2 separate regions of the Canis lupus genome follow, and region 1 is linked to region 2. The links are chromatin contacts, called in public Hi-C maps. All regions are on one chromosome and are shown on one strand. The core of a region is the stretch at or near the end of the contact, and the rest is flanking DNA. Distances in the headings are between cores, read along the strand shown.

Evidence for each region. A called contact is a pair of places that touch in the nucleus more often than the background predicts.
Region 1: a contact with region 2 is called in a Hi-C map of blood, with 2.1 times the contacts expected there. The contact joins the enhancer-like site here to the promoter of ODC1 in region 2. A contact is called at or near these places in 2 of 9 Hi-C or Micro-C datasets (both in blood).

What each region holds. Positions count from the first base shown.
Region 1 is chr17:7,438,194-7,443,021 of UU_Cfam_GSD_1.0, forward strand. No RefSeq gene overlaps it. Among named protein-coding and RNA genes, the nearest start is that of ODC1, 58 kb to the left of the region's middle. Within about 2 kb of position 2,283, at least 4 of the 20 cell types and tissues checked have an H3K27ac peak or open chromatin away from gene starts, as enhancers often do. A contact at or near this core is called in blood, where this site is marked.
Region 2 is chr17:7,380,886-7,386,167 of UU_Cfam_GSD_1.0, forward strand. It overlaps ODC1 (ornithine decarboxylase), which reads right to left and starts at 1,252. Exons shown (of 12, transcript XM_038560768.1): 1 at 1,094-1,252. It overlaps LOC111090485 (a long non-coding RNA gene), which reads left to right and starts at 2,045. Exons shown (of 3, transcript XR_005372071.1): 1 at 2,045-3,969; 2 at 4,524-4,619.

The DNA.
Region 1 (4,828 bases), core at 1,033-3,532, 58 kb after region 2:
ACAGCATGGATGCAACTCAAAAAAATTGTGGTAAGTGTAATAAACCAGATGCATTAAATTGCATAGCGTATGATTTCTTTTATATGAAATGTCCAGAAAGGACAAATTTACAGCAAGCAGATCTCGGCTCCTGGCAGGGGAGGGAGATGGGGAGGAGTACAAATGGGCACGAGACATCCTTTGAGGGTGATGGAAATGTCCTACAACTGGGTCGTCATGGTGGTTGCACAACTCTGAAAATTTACTGAGAAGTATTGTAAAGAAGTAAAGTCACTTAAAGCAGGTGACTTTTGTTGTGTACAAATTATTCCTCAAGGGAGCTGTTAAAAAATGTAGTCACGAAATATACGTGTATAGAAAGATGGAAGAAAACATGCCAAGATGAGAAGTTCTTTTGTGTTTGGGCAGTAGGATCACGGATGACTTTTCTACTTTTCTTATTCTTTTCTGTATTTTCTACGTGTTCTACAATGGGCCTGCAGCTTGCATAAACAGAAAAACAGCAAGAGTGAGTGTGTGCGTGTGTGTGTGTGTGTGTGTAGCAGGGTGTCAGGCAAAGCTTACCTGTTTGCTTTGGTGAGAGAAGCTGTCATTTTACTGTTGCCAGATGCTTCTCCAGCAGGAAAAGCAAAGTTCATGCCCTGTATTCTGAGCAGGGGCCCCAGGTCCACCTGCCCAGTTATACACATGCCCATTCCTGGATATAATCCTTAAAACACAGAGTTCAAGGTTGTAGCGGAGGCGAAAGGGTGGGCAAATTCATAAACAGTGGAAGACACTTGCTGGGAGAAAAGAGGTAGACACCTTGACCCCTTCCCTTTCACATTTTTAAAGAAAAATTTTCATCAACTACAACCTGCATTAGAAAAGCACACAAATTCTAAGAGAACAACTTGGTGCCCGGAACAAGACATGGAATATTCCAGAAAGCACCTTGTACCTCTCCCAGGCACTAACTCCTCCAAGGGTAACCTCTCCTCTGACTTCTTCCATTGCAGACCTCTCTTCACTGCTTTGGAACTTGGTGTGCAAGAAAGCACACGGTGTGCTCTCCGCTGCTCAGCTGCACGCTTGCATCTCGAGTGTGCTGCTCGGAGAATCAACACTTCGGCCTTGTGGCCATGTCCTATTCCATTATGTGAGTACACCTTGGTGCTGGGGGAGACATTTGCATTTCTTTGCACTTGATTCCTGCGAGTATTCTTTCACACGCTCTGTGCACACGTGCATACGTGCCGTGGACGTGTCCTAGGACTTGCGGTGTCCTAGGACTAGCTACTCTTTAGCTTCAGTCGAGGGGGCCTAGCAGTTTCCCAAAGTGATTGCACGCATCTTCACCTCCCACCAGCAGTGATGACAGTTCCAGGCGCCCAGCATTGTTGCCACCACCAGCCACCGTGTGTCTTTTCCAAGGAGCCACTAGGGCAGGGGTGCAGCTGTTGTGGTTTCCTGCACGTCCCCGGCGGCTGATGAAGGAGAATGCAATTTTGTTTGTTTACTGGCCATTGGATGGATTTAGTCTTCAGTGAAGAGCCTGTTCAGATCCTTCGCCAATTTTTTTTACTGGCTTCTCTGATTATTAGTGGTTTGTGAGAATTTTAAAAAATATATTCCCCAGATACGTCCCATTCCCAATACGTATGGCCAGGGACTTCCACTCTGTGGCTGGCTTTTACACTCTGTGGTGATGGCATCTTAATTGATGATCGGCAGCTTTTTTTTTTTTTTTAAAGATTTTATTTATTTATTTAACAGAGAGAGAGAGCACAAGCAGGGGGAGCAGCAGGCAGAGGCAGAAGGAAAAGTAGACTTCCCACAGAGGAGAGCCCCATGAGGGGCTGGATCCCAGGACCCCAAGATCATGACCTGAGCCCAAGGCAGATGCTTAACTGACTGAGCCAACCAGGTTCCCCCAAACGGCAGCTCTTAATTTTCATCAAGTCTGATTACTAGGCTCTTCCCTTTACAGTTAGCCCTTTTTGTGTTTTAAGAATTCTTTGCTAATCCTAAGGCCATGAGGATGCTCTCCTATTTTCTCTTCTGGAGGCTTCGTTTTTTTCTCCTTCTGTAGTTAGGTCTCCAGCACACTTGGAATCGACTTCTGTAAGAGTGTGGAGTGAGGTCAGTAAGGTTCAGCATCATCAGAACCTACGAGGGTGGGAGAGACAAGGCCCCACCAGGAGGGAGGGCACTTGGCCGAGTGTGGCCGGGCAGGGGCTGGTTTAGGCCTCCGACCTGAGCACACACACTGCTGGCCTGGCCACCGCCCGCTGGGACAGAGGTTCTGAGGCCCTGAGGACAGGGACCCGGAGACCCCAGTGAGCAAGGGCACCAGCACCCTTGGCCCCACACACAGCGGAGGGTTGGTGCAGGGGTGCAGTCACAGCTGAGCCGAGGCCACCAGAGACCACTCCTCCTCATTGGAACCCTGAGGAGTCACCTCCAGGCCAACTGGACTGTCCTTGGGACAGAAGTGGGGAAAAGCACTGAGAAGGACCCGTGCGTGGCAACGATCTGTCAAGTCCCGATGAAACTGCTGTAGAGGGAAACCGAGTCAGCTTCTCTACAGCTGGAGACAGAGGGTCTGGCCCTTTTGAACTGAGTCCTTGAGGCCCTGGGACAACTACCCCGCTGACTAATTTGAATACCAAAAGCAGAAGTGGCTGGGGAAGTGGGTCACACCAGTAACGTATATAAACAAATGAATTGCTCGTCAGGCCACCAGCATAGTGTGTTTTCGTGTGCTCAGCTGGAACTTCCTGCGGAAGAGGCATTCTCCACGCCCAGCCTACCACGTGAACAGCTGCTTTGGAAAATGTTATTCTGGGTGAGTTTCCACTACGCAGTATAGGCCAGTGCTCCTCATCAGTGTTGAGTAAAAGGTTGCCTTCCAGAACTTTCCACGTGGTTTACCAAGGGAATAGCCCTCCACTGAACAAAAAGTCCTCTTCCAAGAGCTGTCCTTGCCTTTTTGTCCCATTTCAGTTCTTACAATCTACTACAAAGGGGAGGATCGTGCCTACTGTACAGTCACTGCGGGCACCAGGAGCGTGGGGCTCTCTCCATTCACGGTCTCCTCTCCCGTTAATGACAACCACCACCTGGGTGTCTGCCTTTCCCTTAGGTCACAAAAGCCATTCTGGTAGAAAGCAGGTGGGCCTTCAGATGGATTTTCCTGGGATGATTCTTGCCTCTGTCATTTCCTGCTAACTATGAGACTTCAGGCATGTTCTTAATCCTTCTTAGCCTCAGCTGTCTCATCTGTGAAATGGGGACAATGCCTAGCTCATAGAGTTGTAATGAGGTTGAATCAGTATAACGAATTTCAAGAGTCCGAGGGTCTTTTTGGAACACAGTAGACACTCAACAATATTAGCTATTATTCCACGTTAAGCTGTCATCTCTGCTGGGTGTAGGTGCAGAGCCCACCCATTAGAACAGTCCAGAGACAACGTGCGGGGCTTTGGCCCAGCCTTCTTTAGAAATTCACATCACTTGCAAAGCTCCATTGTGAAATATCGAAACATTGATGTGGAAGAAAGGAAGACAAAGGCCAGACTCTGAATCAACCGGTAGGTGTAGTGTTTCGGAGACTCAACGTGAGGGTGGGCCCAGTGACTCACCGCAGTGATCCTTTTACTTTTCCTAGTGACCAATCTGATTTTTCCATTACACGGCAATGATTCACCATTTGCTGTCGCGGTTATGTAACTGGGCTGTTTGGATTTGGGGTGCCCATATCTGTATTTCCATGTCCCCGCAGGGAAGCTTTAGGAAGCTTCTTTTTCACACACTCTGTTACATGCTGTCATGACCAGTTGTTGAATGCATCCCAGAAGATGAACTAGTCAGCCCTCATGTTCCCTGAGAAGTGGGCATGCAAATAGTAGAGAGTACCCTGAACAGGGCATCAGGAGACCCTGGCCCAGGTTGACCTTACCTCAGACCTTCCTCTGCGTTCCTGACCTTCTCTGGCCTCAGTTTTTGCGCCTGAAAATGAGATGTAAGCTTTGATATTCCAAAATTAACAAGACTGAATTTTTCTCTTGGCTACACAAGAGATCCCAGAGTGTTTGCTATCAAATGCTAAGTGCATGGCACTACAAAGCTGGGCATGGAGACTGAGCTATAGGGCTGAGTGGGGTCAACAAGGAATTTATGCTAGACTTCCCAATAATAAATGAATCCAGTCTTGGAGGAATGGAATTTCCATCCTTTCCTCCATCTGTCTTGTGCTATACATAATAAATTGGGGGGTCAGGATGGATTGGCACCTCAGCTGTCATTCTGATCATAGCCCTCAGCAGACCTAGGCCAGGAAAGAAGGAATGGACTTTGCAGAGGCAATTATTGCACTTCTATTTGCTTTGTTCATGCCCCTGCAGGAGCTCCACGTTCCAGGATGGGTTGAGTAACATCTGCCCGTGGGACATGTCACTGGTCTACTCTGCTTGTAAGAGAACAGGTTGTGAGCATTCAGAGTCTGAACATCCTTTTCACTTTTTATTTTTCATCCTTGGCATTGTGGGGCTTCTTAAATCTATGGATTGATATCTTTCAACAGTTCTGAAAAATTCTGAGATATTATCTCTTTCAATAATAGTCTGGCCCCATTCTCTCTTGCCTTTCTTTCTGGAATTACAACAGAATGTTTTTGGACAGTCTCACTCTCTCCTGCCCATCCCTGAACCTCTTTTTCATCTTTTAGTTTCTCTGTGCCATCATTTGATGATTTCTTCTGACCCATATTCCAGTTCACTGATTCTCTCTTTGTCTATATTTAATCTATTAAATCCATTTACTGAATTTTAAATTTCAGTTTTTATTG
Region 2 (5,282 bases), core at 2-2,501:
ATCGTTAGTTAGGGTCTTGTCAAATAGCTTTCAGGGCAGTGTTCAAGCTTAAACTTGGGCAGTTGTCACCACTTTGAAATAAATTGCTCTTAAGTACCTCTTAAAGCTTCATTTGAATAACTTGCAACACAGAGCCATTCCACTTTGTAGTGCCCTGTACAGCGAAGTTGACTTAAAAGTCAGGGCGGGTTAACCCAAGACAGCGCTCCTCTGCTACCAAATCCCTTCCTGCCAATTGCGAAGTATTTTGCCAGAGACAGGGACCAGCTTAAAAAAAAGTCACGAGGCAGCGAAATGATGCCCACTTTTAGCTTTAAATAAAGTCAACACATTCTGTCCTCCCCAAACATTTCTGAGAGGTTCTGCTTCCCACACTTACACCAATTATTGGGGGATCTCAAACGACCACAATACATTGTTTTTTTTTTTTGTTTTTTTTTGTTTTTTTTTTTTTGCAAACCCTTAAGGGCTGCCTCCTACGTGTAGGTCTGTTCTCCCGAACTGGGCTCTCAATAGTCTAGGCCTTTCTTAAACCTCTGAGTCCTGCAAAGATCCCTTCCCGGACCGTTCCGGGCCGCGGCTAGTGGAGAAGGCATTGCCACGGCTCCTGGACGGCCGTCATATAGCTCCGCTCGGGCGAACTTCTAGGTCGGGTCACGTCCTCTGCACGAGAACTGAGAGGGGCGAAGGTCCGCCTCACCGCAGCCCAAGTGGGCCGAGCGACGGGAGCCCGAGACCCGCACGGGCCCGCTCCCACCTCTCCTGCACCTGCTGCCGCGCGAGTCTTAAAGAAGAAGAATAGCGGTTGAGGAAACCGCGGGCCTGCCCGGCAGCTTCCGGCTCCGAGCACCCCTGACGTGGTTCGGAAGCGGGAGCCGCGGTCCCCTCCGGCCGCCGGGCGCTCGCGGGGCCGGGGCTCGGCTCCCCGCTTCCGGGGGGACAGCAGGCCCCGCAGGGTCGGCAGCCGCGGCCGGCGCCGGGACCACGTGTCCCCCGCGGCCCCGGGGTCCTCCCGGCCTGCGGCGCGGCGCGGCGCGCGGGGACACGTGGCCGGCCCCGTCCCTGCCTCCCCCGCCCGGACGCGCCCCCTCACCTCAGAGCGCGCGGGCGCCGCGGGCCAGTCCCATGGAGATGCCGCCGCCGAGCGCGCAGGACCGCCGGCCGCCCCGCCGCCCCCGTCCCCCGTCCGCCGGCCGCCCGCCGCCTCGCTCCCTCCCGCGGAGGACCGCCGGCCCGAGGTGGCGCCGGAGCTCTGGCTGAGGGGCGGCGGCGGCGGACGCTGAGGGACTGACAAAGCCGCCGGGCCGGCGCTCCGCTACTTATAGCGCCGCGCGTGTCGTCATGGAGACGCACCAGCTCAAACCAGCCGCGATCGGTTCCGTCCGGGCGTCCTCCGAGGAAGGGGGCGGAGCGCGGCGGCGGCGGCCAACCCGCGGCCGGACGGAGGGGCGGGGGGGCGCGGGCGACCCGACGTCAGCGCCTCCCGGCGCCCCTCGGCCCGGCCCCCGCCGCGGCCTTGCGCACGCGCACGACGCCGCAGGGCTCCCCGGCGGCCTCGCGCCCTTCCCGGCCCCGCGGCGGGCCGCGCACGCGCACGCGCACGACGCCGCAGGTCCCCGGCCCTCGGCGCCATCCGCCGGCCGCGCGCGCGGAGGACCTCGGCCTCGGGGCGGGAGCGGCCGCCGCACGACCGCGGAGCCCGCGGCGGACCGATGCCCGGCGTCCGCGCCCGCGCCGGGCAGCACTGTGCCCCCGCCCGGCTGTAAATGCCTCGTGCCCGGGGGCAGGGGCAGGGGACCGCGGGGCCCCGAGGTCCACGTGGACCCCGCCAGGTGGACTCCGGCCCCGCCGTCCCCGGGACGGGACCTGCCCCATCCGGCCCCGCCCCCCCCGCCCGGGCGCAGACCCACGGAGGGGCAGGTGCGCGCGTGCTGAGGGTCACCTGGCAGGTGGTGGGCGCCTGGCCCGGTCAGCTGTGCCCCGACCCCGACCCGTGGCAGGCGGCCACGCGAGGCCGCGCGCGGCGTTAAGCCGGAGACTTGTCTCAGGGCCTCGGGGAAGGACGTGGAGGGGCTGCAAGCCAGCGAACCCCTCCGCTGCCCCTACCCACGGGTCGCCAGTGCAGCCGTCTCCGAGGGCGGCTGCCATTGCCTCGCTTTGAGGGCACAATGAATACATAAAAAACCCCAAACCCTGGGAAATCTGCTGTCCCTTAGAGCGTGAACCCTCTGGTGCAGGGGGGAACCTCTTTGGGGAGCGGGCACCCGCCGCTGGCCCCAGGGAGGGGAGAAGGAATGTGGGGGGCTTCCCTGTCTTTCATTTTACCATTCTTCCCCTTGAAGGCGAAATGCAACACTCAACGTCCCACCCTAGAGTGTGGGGTGTGACCTACCTGAGGGCCACCTGTGAGGATGTAAAGGACGGGTAAAGCTGGCCCAGGTGGGGCGGTTGGTGCAGAGGGGCTGCGGAGGAGCTCGGCGCTCTCCCCTGTCCCTGGTGCCCACTTGCTGTGTGATCTTGGGTCAATGACCTCCCTTTTCTGGGCCTCGGAAGAGGTTTGACTAGATGACCCAAGGATCTTTGCAGAGGCAAAAAGCCTGTGAGGTTTGAAAAGTTTCCCTTGCAGTGTCCCCCCAGGCCTAGGGCATACCTTGTTCAACTTTATTTTTACGTAGTCCTTGAGCAGCTACTGGGTGGGTGCCAGGCACCACTGGACTAGGGACAAGAGAAAGGGAGTTATCTCCACCCTATGGAGGATGAGATTAAGAACCCATCACAGGGATCCCTGGGTGGCGCAGTGGTTTAGCGCCTGCCTTTGGCCCAGGGCGTGATCCTGGAGACCCGGGATCGAATCCCACGTCGGGCTCCCGGTGCATGGAGCCTGCTTCTCCCTCTGCCTGTGTCTCTGCCTCTCTCTCTCTGTGACTATCATAAATGAATAAAAATTAAGAAAAAGAGAACCCATCAGAGAATGTTACAGCCCAGACACTAAATGGGACAAGCTCTAGAATCATGGTGAACACAAGGATTTGTCCCCCCCTCTCTGTGAAGAAACATTTTGTCCCAATGACAGAGTTTTTCCCACATTCCAGAAGTCTCCCCTGTCCAGCACTACGGCCAAACAGGGATCAGTGCCCACACCCCCAGTTCTCCTTGGCATGTCAATCAGCCAGTCACTGCGAGACGAACACTGTCCCGGCTCTGCAGCCTCCTCCAGGCAGTGGGGATGGGATGTCTCCACACATGGGATCCTGGTAGCAGCCTGGCATGGGGGGGTGGGGAGGACAGTCAGCCCCCATCTTGCCAGCAGCTTACTGCCATGTGAGTGTGACCTGGCCGCCTCCCTGACTCTCTGGGCTTCTCTTTCTCCAACCATTAAGGGAAAGTTTAGGGCCAGATCTAGGATCCCGTTTCAGCTCAGTTGTGTGATTATATTTTAGATTTAGAGGTATTAACTGAAATTAGAAGCAATGTCTTGATGGAGGAAGCCAGATAGTCTGTCCCTCTGTTGTACCTACGTGCTGCTCACACCCAGGTCACCCATATATGCTGCCTCTCCTGCTAGCCCACACTAAACATGCAAACTCCTGCCCACATGCCGTACTTTCCTCTGGGGAGGCCACGTCTTGCCCCGATGATCCATCTGACCCAGTTAGAGAAACAGAAGCAAGAGAAGGAGGCAGTGCTGCTTCCTTGAGTACTGGCCCAGCTGGCTACAGGGAAGCTCTTGGACAGAGGCCCTTGGCCTTGGGTCTGGGAGTTAGCAGGGCCTGAGTCATTAAACCCAGCTCCTAACCTGGATTTGAGAAGATAAATCGGTGATGACTAAACCTGGCCTTATTCATATGCATGGCACTAATGTCTTTCTGCATGTTTTCGGTAGACTCTGTCGTCTCTGGTACTATTTCTTTCCTTGGAGAGAAGCAACAGATCCTTGTAAACTACGTGGTGGCTCCACCTAACGCGGAGGTGAGATTTTTGTGTTTGGTGCAGAAAAGGTAATGGCAGCAAACAAATACGTCAAAAGCCACATTGGATGTGCCAGTAAGAGCTGTACCCTTAGTCATCCCACCTAAGTTCGGGGACCAACTCCCGTTTTTTTTTAGCTACCCTCACCACCAAGCTCATTCTGGAGCCCTGGGCTTCCCTTCCCCTCACTGGGTCTCAGCTCTTTGTGTAAAGCGCTCTCTGGCTAGATCAGAATCCAGAAACATGCAAGCTCTTGCTCTCTGATCTTCTGAGAATCTCTAACTCCCCCTTTACAATGAGGCTTATGGATAAATCTGTTGTATATGTTTTTTGAACCAAAAATGAGAACACGTCTGAAGAAGGAGCTGCTCACACGAAAGGGTTTATAAAGGTATATATAAAGACAAATTTAAGGAGGCATCTTTATGGGAAATAATTAAATAACATCAAGGAGAACACTCAGCAAACATTTACATATCCATGTAGTGATTGCTGGAACGTTAGGCATTGAGGGCTTCCTGGAAAATGAGTCTGTGTTCTGTCCGCATGTGCAGGGTCATCTGCTACTGCGCCGAGTTTCTTCCCAGAAACACAGAGTTGACTATGGAGTGAGGCTCACAGCATCCAGTTCCATGAGGACTTGGGAGACGGTAAGGCCTGTCCTTACAGGGCGCCATAACTCAGGCCACCTGGGAAGCAGCCATGGGACACTCTAGTCACATGTGGATGTTGGACCAGAAATAGTGCTCTGAAGCTCCATCACTCACCAGCAGGCTAGCCTTGCCCTTGAATTGCTTGAGGTGTTTCCAAAAATCCAATCCGCCCTCCAAGGTGGAACGTGTGCCATCTTTGCCAATATCCAAATGATGTGCCCCGGGCACAGACAGCTTCCGGGAGGCCCTCCTTGCTCTGAGCAACACAGGCATCATCAGAGAAAGGGAGCACCTCCAAATGCCTCTGTTGGAAGCTAAAGACACCCATGTGGAAGTCCCAGGACGTTTGTTTTATAAAGTGTTGTATCACTGCCCCACCTTGCCCCCGCCCTGGTGTGGCTCCCTGGGAAGTTGCTGGCACAAAGGCCATCTGGCCGGAAGTGGGCTAGCCCTCCCCGCCCCCAGAGCCCAACAGCGCCCCCTATGGCAGGTCGGTGGCCACACGGTACATTGCGGAGAAAAGGTGGCTCCTGTCCAGATGTTAGGAGCAGGAGTTCATCTGACTGGCAAATTGAGGTCAGCAATGCTTTGCCCCTCACAGTCTGCCTTCTGAGCAGCCTGAAGACAGAGTCCCGGGATGCGTGTGCTGAGCCCGCATTC